Linked DNA regions of Sus scrofa: region 1 is linked to region 2. The links are chromatin contacts, called in public HiChIP or PLAC-seq maps. All regions are on one chromosome and are shown on one strand. The core of a region is the stretch at or near the end of the contact, and the rest is flanking DNA. Distances in the headings are between cores, read along the strand shown.

Region 1 (6,044 bases), core at 1,203-3,702, 750 kb after region 2:
TGGGGTAGACAATGCTACTTTAAATATTGTTCTTTCTGCTTTCATGTATATTGGGTAAACAATTGTCTTAAAACGTTTTTTCTATTATAAAAGTAATACATATTATTGCAAAAAATCAGAAAAATTGAGAAAAGTACAAAGAAATTACAACGACTATAATATTACCTCCAGAAATTAACCATTAACATTTTGTTATAGTTTCTTGTGGGCTTTTTCCAATGCAAGCATATACATAAATATTTTTTAAACAAAGATGGGACTGTGGAGTTTCCGTCGTGGCTCAGTGGTTAACGAATCCGACTAGGAACCATGAGGCTGCGGGTTCAATCCCTGGCCTTGCTCAGTGGGTTAAGGATCCGGCGTTGCTGTGAGCTGTAGTGTAGGTTGCAGATGAGGCTCGGATCCCACGTTGCTGTGGCTCTGGTGTAGGCCGGTGGCTACAGCTCCGATTAGACCCCTAGCCTGGGAACCTCCATATGCTGCGGGAGCAGCCCAAGAAATGGCAAAAAGACAAAAAAAAAAAAAAAAAAAGATGGGACTGTGTGAATACCTAGTTCTTTGTATTTTCTTAACACGTTACAATGCATCGTGTACAACTTTCTGTATAATTAAACACAGTTGCATCATTTTTTTTTTTTGGCTGCCCCTTGGCATATGTTTCCCAAGCCAGGGATCAGATCCCAGCTGGAGCAACCTATGCCATAGCTGTGGTGGGGGATTGAACCTGAATCCTTGGCATTTCAGAGACACAGCCAATCCTGTCATGCCGCAGCGTGAACTCCAGCATTATAATTTTTAATGATCGTATAGCATTCTTTTTAAGTTCCCAATGAGAGACATTCAAGCTGTTTTCAGCTTTTTGACATTATAAATAATGCTGTGGTAAATATCATGGTGCATACATTTTTTAAAAAGCTTTTAAAAGACTGAATTTTAAGTGCTTTAATATATAATAACTTCTGTATCTCAAAAGCGCATGGAAGGGATTTCCTGATATTCCCTCCAGACTTGCTTTACCATAGCCTTCTCTCTCTAAGTTAGGTGCAGCTTCATCTTGCCATCAGCTCAAGCAAGCAAACCAAAAACCAAGTACTGGAGTCATCCTTTGGCTCCTCTCTCTCATGCCTAAATCCAATTAATTGGCAAATTCGATTGACTCTTTCTTCCAAATAAACCCAGAATTTAACCATTTCTCATTACTTCCACTGATCTGCATCACCATTATCTCTTGCCTGAATAACTGTAGTGGCCTCCGAAGTAGAGTTGCCATATTTAGCAAATAAAATGACACCCCGTTAAAAATTGAATTTCAGATGAACAACAATTTTTTTAGCATAAGTATGTCCCCTTATTGCATTCTCCATGCAGCAGCCAGAGGGATTCTTTCAAAAAGTCAGAATAAGTCTCTCCTTTGTTCAAAACCCTGTGATGTCTTTTCATCTCACTTATTATACAAAGCAAAAAAAACCTTAAAGCTGAGGCCTTGCAGGATCTGCTCCCAGCAGCTTTTTCCTCTTTGATTTTATTGGTCCACTGTCCTCCCCTGGCCTCTGGTTGCACTTCTCTTCTCCCAGGTATAACTAACCTCCTTTAAGTCTTTGCTTACATTACGTGAGGTCTTTCCTAGATCGCCCTGTTTAGAAGTGCACGCTTCCCTTCACTTTCTCTATATTTCTGCAGCACTTCCTCTTTTAACGAACATATCATTTACTTAGTTTATTGCCCTTCCCCTTTTACCAGAATTTAAGTTCCATGAGGGCATTTTTGCTCTTATTGTTCACAGTGGCATCCCTGGTGCTTAGAATACTGCCCGGCTCATAATAGATGCTCAATAAATATTTAATAAATGTCGAATTAAGGAAATGATTTCCAAATCAATAAGTAGCTTTTATTTGTTTCACTAGGAAGACTCCTCTCACATTCCGATCATTCAGCATGTTATCTATTCTCAGTCATCACGTAACTGCTTTAATTCCAGAGAAGCCATTTTCTGTAATTCTGTAATGGTATAAAACATTTAGATGTGTAGACAGGGTCCTAAGGTATAATAATATCTTAAAATTTAGATATTATAAATAGACTCAGTTTATACGGATTAGGAAATAAAGACCCGGCAAAGGGAATTACTTGCTCAATTCCTAGCTTGGGCGGCGCTGAGTACAGAACCTACGTCTCTAACTATAATACTCTGCCAACTGGCCTTTAGATCCCTTTCTGTTAACTTGTTTGGATTAAGCTAACAGTGAAAAGCTCTAAAGACTCAGAGACAAAAACTGTCAAAAGCCAAGCGCTTCCCCCACCCCTTCAGTCAAGGACCCAGCATTTTGCATTTGAATCCAGCGTGGCGGGAAGCGGAGGGCAGGTGTCAGGAGGGGCGGGGAGGGGCCGCCAGGCCCCGCCAGCCAATCAGAGCGGGCGGGGAGCCTCCCTTCCCCCCCGGCGTCCACGCGCCAAAATTCCAAACCCGATATCGCGCCACTACCCGCCGTCTCCCTCCGCCGAGCTCAGCGAGCCGGAACTATCTAAGAAAAAGAAGTCAGCGGTTTCTGCTCACTGTCCGCTCAGGTCGTCCACACTATCCGTGCGGGCTCTCTTCAAATTCGGCCCAAAGTCCTTCGCTCTATAGATGTGGGGAAAGTTTCGAGCCCGCCGACGTAGAGTGGCCGCGTGGGCGGAACAGGAGGCGGAAGGATTCCGAGTGCGCGCGCTGCGGCCACCCGCGCGCAGCTTGTGGCGCCAGAATTCGGAGCGCGGAAGCGCCTGAGCGGCTGTTTCCCAGTATCGGGTCCGTCTCCCGCCGCGGACGCTCTGCGGAAGAGGGAGAGAAGATGGTGGTCCTCCGCAGCAGCCTGGAGCTGCACAGCCACCCCGCCGCCTCGGCCACGGACTCCTTGGACCTGTCCAACGAGTTCCTCAGTCTGGAGCAGATCGGCCGGAGGCGGCTCCGCTCGGCCGGCGCCGCTGAGCAGTCCGCGGTCACCGCGGCCGCCGCGGGCGTGAGTACCAGCCTGGGGCAGGCCCCTCGGTCGGGCCTGGGGGACTGTCTGTCTGGTGCCCCGTCGGGCCTGGGGGACTGTCTGCCTGGTGCCCGGTGGAGCCTGGGGGTGGGGTGGGCGGTCCTGGTGACAGTTGGCGCGGGGAGAGAAGAGGCGTGTTGGGAGGAGTGTTGTCGAGGACAAGTAAAATGGAAGGCTTTTCAAGATCGGAGCCCGAGGAGGTGTGGGGTGGGCGAAGAGATGGGGCAGATTGCAGGAGGGCTAAGCCGTTGGTTACTACCTACTTTTACGCCAGAGGAAACCCGAGCTCCCCGGAGGCCAAGTGCACTTGGAGGCCAACCCTTGAGTTGGGGGCTGCCCCGCCCCAGCTCACACACCTCCCTAACCAATCTCCCAGGCTCCGGCTTTAGGTTCGCAGGAATCGCGAGCCACACGCCTGTACTGAGCGCTTACTGTATGCGTGACATGTTTTAGAGGCCGCGGCAGATAGAAAGAGTGTGACTCAGGTTCCCTGACTTTCATTTACGATCTAAGAGAGGTTCGGTAATCAGAACGCAATGAATAATACCAGGTTGCGTAATGTGCAGGGATGGAGAGCGACATTTCAGGTACATCTTCACTTAAGCCTCCTAGCAGCTCCATGAGAATGGAGAGTTGTGATATGAATCTCACAGATGAAAAAAACAGCCTCGAGGTACCCAGTAAGTGATAGATCTAAAACTGGAACTTGGATTTTCTGCCTACACAACCTTTCTCTTTCTGTTATTTCATACTCCAGTCATAAGCAAGGTCTGTAAGGATTCCAAGGAGGTGGAGCAGTAGGTCTCCTTGAAAGAAGTGCTTCTTCTGGGTCTGAGGTACAGGTGGAATGTTTGGTAGATTTAAGGCTGAGGGAGAGAGTCCCTCCACCTCCCCTTCCGCGGGTGGAGGGGACAGCGTTAACAAAAGGTTAGAGAAATTGAGGAAGCAAGACTAGCAAAGTTAAGGCAGCAGGAAGTAGTCTAGTTCTGTTATAGGGAAGTGGGCATGGGGTTGGGAAAAATAGGACCAGAGAGAGAGTTAGAACTGGGAAGCCAGAATAAGAGGCCAAGGGGAGGTTTGTGTGGTGGGAGAGAGTGACAAAACATAGGTAAGAGAGTGATCGCTGTATGAAATCAGTTGTCAGTATCTTTTTTTAGAGCCCCCCCCCCACATGCTAGTTGTTCCTCTACTGAGGGAATGAAAGAGTTCATTCAGTTTCTGAAATTGTGATCCGAATTGAAAAAACAAATAATTTCCTGACTCTTAGGATGTGTTTCTCAATCACAGGCACAAGTTGTTAGAGATCTGAGAGGCAGACACTTGTTCAGTGAACTCGGTCACTTGACTTATTAACCTGTGTTCGAAAGAGCTGAGTATTTCGGTAAATATTGAGTGCTTGTTATCCTCAGGACAGTGCTGGATTCTGTGACTGTAATGATGTACTGAATACTGGTTAAGTAACATAGGTGCTTAAAACCACTATTAGTTCTGAATCTTAACCTACTGGTAATCAGGGGGTTTCTATACTTCATAAAAGTAGGGGATACTTAACCACATGGGTAGTGAGAATTAAATGTTGTCATGCATGTAAGGAAATTAGCTGAACACTTAGCTAATAGTACTCAGTCGTTGTCAGCTGTTTAGACCAGTCAGTTTTAATGGCCACTCCATCTTTTCAGTTCTTCAGGCTAAAAATCTTAAGTCATCTTCAACTCCTCTCTTGGTTCATAGTAGCAAATTCTGTTGTCTTTCAGAATATATTCAGAATCTGACCACTTCTCAGCTTTTCCATTGTTGGCCTTGCTGGTTCAAGCCATTATCTCTTGTCTGGATCATTAAAATAGATTCTTGACTGGCCTCCCTATTTTCTACCCTTATTTTTGTAATGCCCTCCTCCCCCAAAAATCAGTTCTCTGTGTAGGTTACAGAGTGATCTTCTTAAAAGTTAAAACAGGAGTTCCCCTTGTGGCTCATTGGGAACTAGCCGGATTAGTGTCCACGAGGATGTAGGTTTGATCCCTGGGCCCCCTCCGTGGGTTAAGGATCTGGCGTTGCCATGTGCTACAGTGTAGGTCGAAGATGCACTTGGACCTGGCATTGCTGTGGCTGTGGTGTAGACTGGCAGCTGTAGCCCCGATTTGACCCTTAGCCTGGGATCTCTATGCTCCACCTGCGGCCGTAAAAAGCAAAAATAATAAATAAAACAAGTATTTGAAGTAATTTTAATAAAAAATGAATTAAAAAGTCAAATAATTGATTGCTTCTCTGCTCAAAATTCCCTAAAAGTTTGAAAGTTGAAGAGCAACCCTCTACCTTCTTGTCCCCTTCCATTTATGATGACGTTGTCTTCCGTTCTCTGTTTTGCAAAACCTAGTCTATTCTAGCCCTTATGGCCTAGCTGCTCCTGAATCCCAAGGTCTTTGCCCTTGCTCTTCTTTATGTTGGGGTATTGGGATTCCCTGGATATCCATGAGCCATTACTTTACCTTTACAGTGACTTACCCTGACACCCTATTTAAAATTACAAACCACTCGTTGACAGCCCTCTTTGTTTTATGTTCCCAGCACTTATGACCTTCTAAGTATTCTAAAGTTTGCTGTTTTAAAAATATTTTTATCTTGGCCAATCAGAATGTAACTCCATAGGGATTTGGATTTTGACCTTTTATTTAGCTGTGTATTTATTAGCACCTAGAGTGTAGTAGGTACATAATAAATAATTTTGTTGATTGTCTTGCCATATATGTGTGTGTGGTGGTTGAGCAATTAGCGATTGTTGTAGGGTAGGAAAGATTTTTCTTCCTGGCTAGGATTTCCAGTAGAAGTTATGCCTTTTTGAGCCATAAATCCTCTGTAGAACTAATTATAATCAGAAGGTTATTTAGGCAGCATGGATTGGATCTTGGGGGGTTATGTATTCATACTAACAAAGTCCATTAATACCCAAATGAAACATACTTTGTGATTGGAATATTTTCTCATTTGGGGACTTTACATTCTATACATTTGACTTGACTATAGCTTGCT
Region 2 (6,182 bases), core at 2,371-4,870:
GGCAGCTTTAAAAGATGTCCCCAAATTCTTTGACATTGCTCCTATTGAGAGGTGGAGGGGTTCATATCCCCTTCTCTTGAATCTAGGCTAGCCTTAGTGGCTTGCTGGCAGCTAGTAGAATACAGTGAAAGTGTTGCTGCATGACTTTTTAGGATAAGTCAGAAAAAGCCATGAACCTGGTTCTTTTCAGACAGTCGCTCTCAGGGAAGCCACCTCCCCAGGAAGCCAGGGGAGAAGTCTGCCAGGCTGGAGGGGGTGTGTGAAGGTGCTCTGGTTGACAGCTCCAGCTGAGCTTCCAGCCAGCCAACAGCCAGCATCAACTGTCGGCTGCATGAGTATGCCATTTTGGATGTCCAGTCCAGATGAGCATTTAAATGACCACACACGAAGTTGACATCTGATAAGGGACTCCAACAAAGAACTGCCCAAGCAAGCCCTTCCTGAATTTCTGACACAAAATCATGAGCAAAATAAACACTATGGTTGGTAAAATGTGTTCACTTGAAGAGTAGCAATAGTAACCCAGTTTATCAATTAATTTAGAACAGAGGGAGAAGCAAGGAGAAAGAGATGGAATATGTAAATAAGCTTAGGATAGGGTATAAGCAGGGTGGAAGGACCATACACCTAAATTTTGCCATACACCTAAATTTTTCCATACACCTAAATATGCCCTAACCCTCTCTGACATGTCAGTTTTCCCCGCAGATGGCACTGTTTTAAGGACCATGGTAAGTGAGAGGTTTTGGCAGATTGAAGGGCCCTGAAACTAACATGCATCTGTTCTGTCATATATCTGAATGACAGAGACGCAAGTTGGCCATTAGCTGGCTGGGTAGCTAGGGATTTATCTGCTTTTCTTGTGTAGCAACTACCTGAGCCCATAATGGGGCTATAATGGGTGTCACTAGTTGGTGGTCAATTTAGGGATGACATAGTTGTCAGTCTAGAGTTTTTAAATGTCACTTGGTCAATCTCCCATCCTTAAGTAGCACTTTCACTTTTTTTTGTTTTGTTTTGTTTTGTTTTTTGTGGGTTTTTTTTTTTGTCTTTTCGCCATTTCTTGGGCTGCTCCCACAGCACATTGAGGTTCCCAGGCTAGGGGTTGAGTTGGAGCTGTAGCCACCGGCCTACGCCAGAGCCACAGCAATGCAGGATCCGAGCTGCGTCTGCAACCTACACCACAGCTCACAGCAACGCCGGATCCTTAATCCACTGAGCAAGGCCAGGGATCGAACCCGAAACCTCATGGTTCCTAGTCGGATTCGTTAACCACTGAGCCACGACGGGAACTCCTGATTTTTTTTTAATCTATGTTCAATGCATGTCCATTTACTCTGTGTAATGTCTCATAAGCAAATTGCATCTACATTTTGGTTTTTCTTATTTTCCATAGCAGAAATGAATATTCATAAAGCATACAGCAAACACATTAGAGCAAGCCCCAAGGAACAAGCACTTACCATAGCAGGGTTTTGATGTCCCACTTATTGTTTAAAGCAACTCGCGTGGCCAAGCGCACAGTCATTTGGGACAAGTCTACACAAGGGAGTGGATACCATAAGGCATGATTCACTGGAATGACTACTCAACAACCTAACACACATAGCTAGGAAGTGTTTGATACAGTTATCAAATTTTGGCAATCTGTTCCTAGAGCCCATACACAAAAACTGGTGTCCTGGTGACTGTTGGGAATTCTTACTGAAGAGCTTCTTTCAAACTTCTCTTCCCAGGCCCCACTTCAAGCCCAATGAGTCAGAATCTCTTGGGAGTAAGGGATGTTGGGGGAGGGCGGTAGAAATCCCAAGAATTTAAGACTTGAATAGCTCTGCCTAAGATTCTAACACACACTGGAGGTTGTAGGGTGTTTCAAAGATAAAGTCTCTACATAAACACCTTGCATTTTCCACAGACAACATCCCTGTTCCCCCCAAACTGAAACTGCACACGTGGAAGTTCCCTGGGCCAGGGATCCAACCCACACCACAGTTGCACCTGAGCCACACGGCAGCAATGCCAGATCCTTCACCTGTTTCCCCACAAGGGAACTTCAGAGAACATTTTTATTTTTATTTTTTTAATTAAAAAAATTTTTTTAGGGCCACACCCATAGCATATGGAAGTTCCCAGGCGAGGGGTTGAATAGGAGCTGTAGCCGCTGGCCTATGGCCTACACCACAGCAACACCAGATCGGAGCTGCATCTGTGACCTATACCACAGCTTACGGCAACGCCGGATCCTTAACCCACAGAGCAAGGTCAGGGATCGAACCTGTGTCCTCATGGATACTAGTCAGACTCATTTCCGCTGAGCCATGACGACGGGCACTCCCAGAGAACATTTTAAATTGTCACTATTACACTACTGCACTGCTATCAAATTAAAAAATGTAAACAATGCTTTCCATGTTTAAGTTAGTGAAGTGGTTCTCAAACTTTTGTGTGCTTCAGTGTTAACTGGAGGGCTTGTTAAAATGCAGATGACTGGGCCCACCCCCCACTTTCAGAGTCCGAAGGTCTTTGGTGGAGTACCGGAATTTGAATTTGCATAACTAACAAACTGCTGCCCAAAGGCCACACTTTGAGAACCATTTTGAAGGCAGGAGGATTTAGCGATAATGTTCCTCCTCTGATTCGCATTTATACATCGCATTTACACTATGATAGCATGTCTACTGCATACACTGCTCTTGGGCTGGGTGTAACAGTGCATGTGATAAGGATAGGATTTAGATCTTGATTACACTTGAGCAGATTTATTCTCTAAGTGGATCTATTCTCTAAGAAGACAGGAAGCCTAAGTGTCATGAGACAGGTTCAGATAAAGCTGAGATCTCCTCCCTCAGGCAGAGATAAATGAAAGCTCAGAACAGGAGACCCTATGAACGTATGGGGCCTTGCAAGATGCCTAGGACATGTGGGAATGGGGGAGGCTCGCAAAATATTTTCTGCCTCAGCTGAGAGAAAGAAACAGCCAAACAAACCTTAACAAACACCTGGGAAAGGTCTGTGACATTCTTGCCTCAGGCTCCGGCATTAACAATCTGCAAGCTGCTTGCATCAGAAAGGGGAAAGGTGTTCTCAGCATCAAGGTTTCAGTCTCAGACTCTTCTTGGGAAAGGGGAGAACTGGCCTCACCCTCTCTTTGGAGCTCTCAGAGTAGGTGCCTCAGAGACCCGAGTGTCTGGCGGAAGCGGTGGTATGCATGGACTTGGCAAAGGGCGCCGCTTGAGCTCTTCAGTCCCTCAAAGCCTGAATAGGGCTCTGTGGTTCGGCCGGGGCCAGGCGAAGGGGGCCGCAAGCCGGAGCATCGTTCAGAATTAACCTCAGATTTAAGACTCAGGCCCGGCGCTACAGCGGGCCGTGTCGTAGCCACATTACCTGGCAGAGCGAGTGGCTCAAAGCTCTTCTTCCCAATTCCCCACAGCCGATAGAAACGTGACGGAGGCCAGCGCAAGGAGTGCTAGCCTTCTCACCCTCCACCTTCACGCACCCGAAGCGCGTGCACACTCCTTTCCCGGGGCGGGGGGGGGGAAACCGCGGCCTGCGAATCTGCATACTGCGCCTGCGCGGCCCCGCCGCGCCCCGCCCCTTTCCTTCGCCCCGCCCTGTTACCCACTGTATCGCCGCTAGGGGTAGTGATGGCGTCTGAGGCCTGAGAGCGTGGTTGCTGTGAGGGCGCGGGAGTCGTATGGAGTGGGGACTAGGGCAAGTGAGAGGGTGGGAAAACCAGAGACAGAGGAGGGCGGTGCTGGAGAAGGGCGGCGCGTGGCTGACTCATCCCTCTGGAAGATCAGACTGACAGACACTAACCCTTGCCGGACCCGCCCGCCCGCCCGCGCCGCTTCTCCTCAGCTGGGAGGCGCCCGCCCGCACAGCCCGCCCGCCTTCTCCGGGAGCGCTCTCCCGGCCCGGCTGCCTCAGAGAAAGTTTTTGTCGTCGGAAGGGACTGGAGGCGCCACTGGCCTTTGGGAAGGGAAGGAGGACGGAAGAGGAGGCGACAGCCGCGTGGGCCCGGGGAGTGCATGGTGCCCGGCGTCTCGGCTGCCTGTCAGGAGGACATCGGGGCGGGGTCGAGCTGAGCCCAGCTCCTTCTTCGCGCAGCGGCGCCAGAAATCTCCCTCCCGGGCTGCCGCGGGGGTCCTCGCTCCTCAGCCCGCCATGTCCCGGCTGCTGCCGCTGCTGAGGAGCCGGACCGCGCGCAGCCTGAGGCCGGGCCCGGCCGCCGCCGCGCCCCGCCCGCCGTCCTGGTGCGGCTGCGGGCGGGGGCTGCTGGCGCTCGCGGCCCCGGGCGGCCCCCGGGCGCTGGGTACCCACCCGAAGAAGGAACCCATGGAGGCGCTGAACACGGCGCAGGGCGCGCGCGACTTCATCTACAGCCTGCACTCCAGCGAGAGGACCTGCCTGCTCAAGGAGCTGCACCGCTTCGAGTCCATTGCCATCGCCCAAGGTAAGGGAGGCGCGAGGGGGGCGAGCCGGGGGGCGGGGGCCGGGCGCCCTCCCCTCCCCCACCGGCGCCCCGGGAGGCTGCCCACCGCTCGGCCCGGGCTCCTCGCCGCCGCCCCCCTCGCCCGCCTGGCCCGGCGCCTGGGACGTCCGACGGGGGGAACTTTCCGCCTCCTAAGTGTCCCCGGGGCAGGTAGGACGGGGCGGATCGTGCCAGGGCCAGCGCTTGGCTGGTTCCTCCCCAGCCTCAAAATCGGCGCTTCAGCCCCAATTGCCGACGGATGCTGAATTGATTTTGTTTAGATTGGCTGTGTCCTCCCCCCAGCCCCGCTCCCCCCCGCAGCCCTCCTGCCCCCAAGCCCTTGCTGCGTTCCGGTGAACGTGCAGCCACGCGAGTGGCCTGCAGTGCCTCCTTCAAAAGCGCTGCAAAGCCTAGACGCAGGAAGAAACTTTGTTGAATGATCCTAAAACAAGGTGTATGGGTGTCCAAAAGAAGGGCTGTTGCTTCGTAAGGCGGAGTTGCTCTCAGCTGCTTCTTTGCACAAATCTGTAGTTGTATTCTTTTAAGCAGCCGAAGGAAACATTTTCCTGGGGAATGGAAAGAATGGGTCAAACCAGTATCTGCAGATACATACTTGCAAGCCCATCATAGGTTGGGTGTTGCCAAGTTAAACCCCAGTTTTTGTGGTTTCCCTAGAGGAGGGAAGAATGCAGTAGATAAGGAGGTATTTTTTCTGGAAATCTGTGGCTCTACAGTAAAAAGCAAAAGTATTTTGGATTTATGCGCAAAAATAATTCGGAATGGTGAAAGCAAAGCTATTTTTAAGCTAACATGTTAAAAGAGGATATTTTTAAAACCAGTGCACAATGCTGGTAGGTCAGAGTTTGAGTCCAAGTGAAAAAGCTGAAAAAGTCAGAAAATCAAAAGGATGAAGGGAGCAAATAAACAGTCTTAAAATACTTTTGCCATTTAAATGCGGTGACACAGACCGAATACATTATTATTTTATATTACATTCTGGTGTGTTTGAAAGTGTTTTTTTTGTTTATTTTGTTTTTAAGTATTCCTCTTCTCAAGGTTAGTTGGTACATAAACATTCCATAGATTCCTTAAGAATACATTTATTTGGAACAAGGCGTTTGATTTGCCAGGGGCAGTTGAAAGTACTATGGTCTATGTATGTACCTGAGTGGAGGAAACAATTATGCCTTTTCTGTAATCCTTCTTCAGAAACTTTTTTAGTTGTGCCTTTTAACTGCTTTTTTTTTTTTTTTTCTTTGCTCAGGGAATTGTGGCCCAATTTATAGTATTGGATGATTCCAGACATTGTCTACTGACAATGCTTTTACAGGAAAAATGCAACATCGCAATCAATAGGTTACTAAATGTATAATCATGATATTATATGAAGTCATAATCAAATACTCGCATATTTGTAAGCTATGTGTGCATCAGTTTGGTTTTAAAATACTCAATTCTGAAAATGTGCTTCTTGGAAAACTATAAAGACAGTCCTAAAACTGGAGCATCAGTTTTAGGACTCTTTGTTCATGGGCAAGACGACTTGAACACATTTGGTCTTCATTGAGTAGTTTCTTAGAAATTATGCATTAACATTGTTACACGATTGGAGGGCCTTATTAATATGATTTTATGACAGTTCTTGAAAAGCATGTCTTGTGATACAAATGGGTACATTTACCTCATGCCTTTTACGGTTTTAGCACGTTTT

What was found. HiChIP or PLAC-seq counts read pairs in DNA pulled down with a chosen protein or histone mark.
Region 1: a contact with region 2 is called in an H3K27ac HiChIP or PLAC-seq map of alveolar macrophages. The contact joins the promoter of ATAD2 here to the promoter of TMEM65 in region 2. A contact is called at or near these places in 2 of 47 Hi-C or Micro-C datasets (heart right ventricle and liver) and 2 of 2 datasets of contacts at active chromatin or transcription factors (alveolar macrophages and skeletal muscle).

What each region holds. Positions count from the first base shown.
Region 1 is chr4:16,009,826-16,015,869 of Sscrofa11.1, forward strand. ATAD2 (ATPase family AAA domain-containing protein 2) reads left to right here and starts at 2,453. Exons shown (of 28, transcript XM_001926030.7): 1 at 2,453-2,996. The coding sequence starts at 2,829.
Region 2 is chr4:15,259,780-15,265,961 of Sscrofa11.1, forward strand. It overlaps TMEM65 (transmembrane protein 65), which reads left to right and starts at 3,621. Exons shown (of 8, transcript XM_021088951.1): 1 at 3,621-4,453. The coding sequence starts at 4,165. LOC102157933 (a long non-coding RNA gene) reads right to left here and starts at 3,531. Exons shown (of 7, transcript XR_002343112.1): 1 at 2,988-3,531.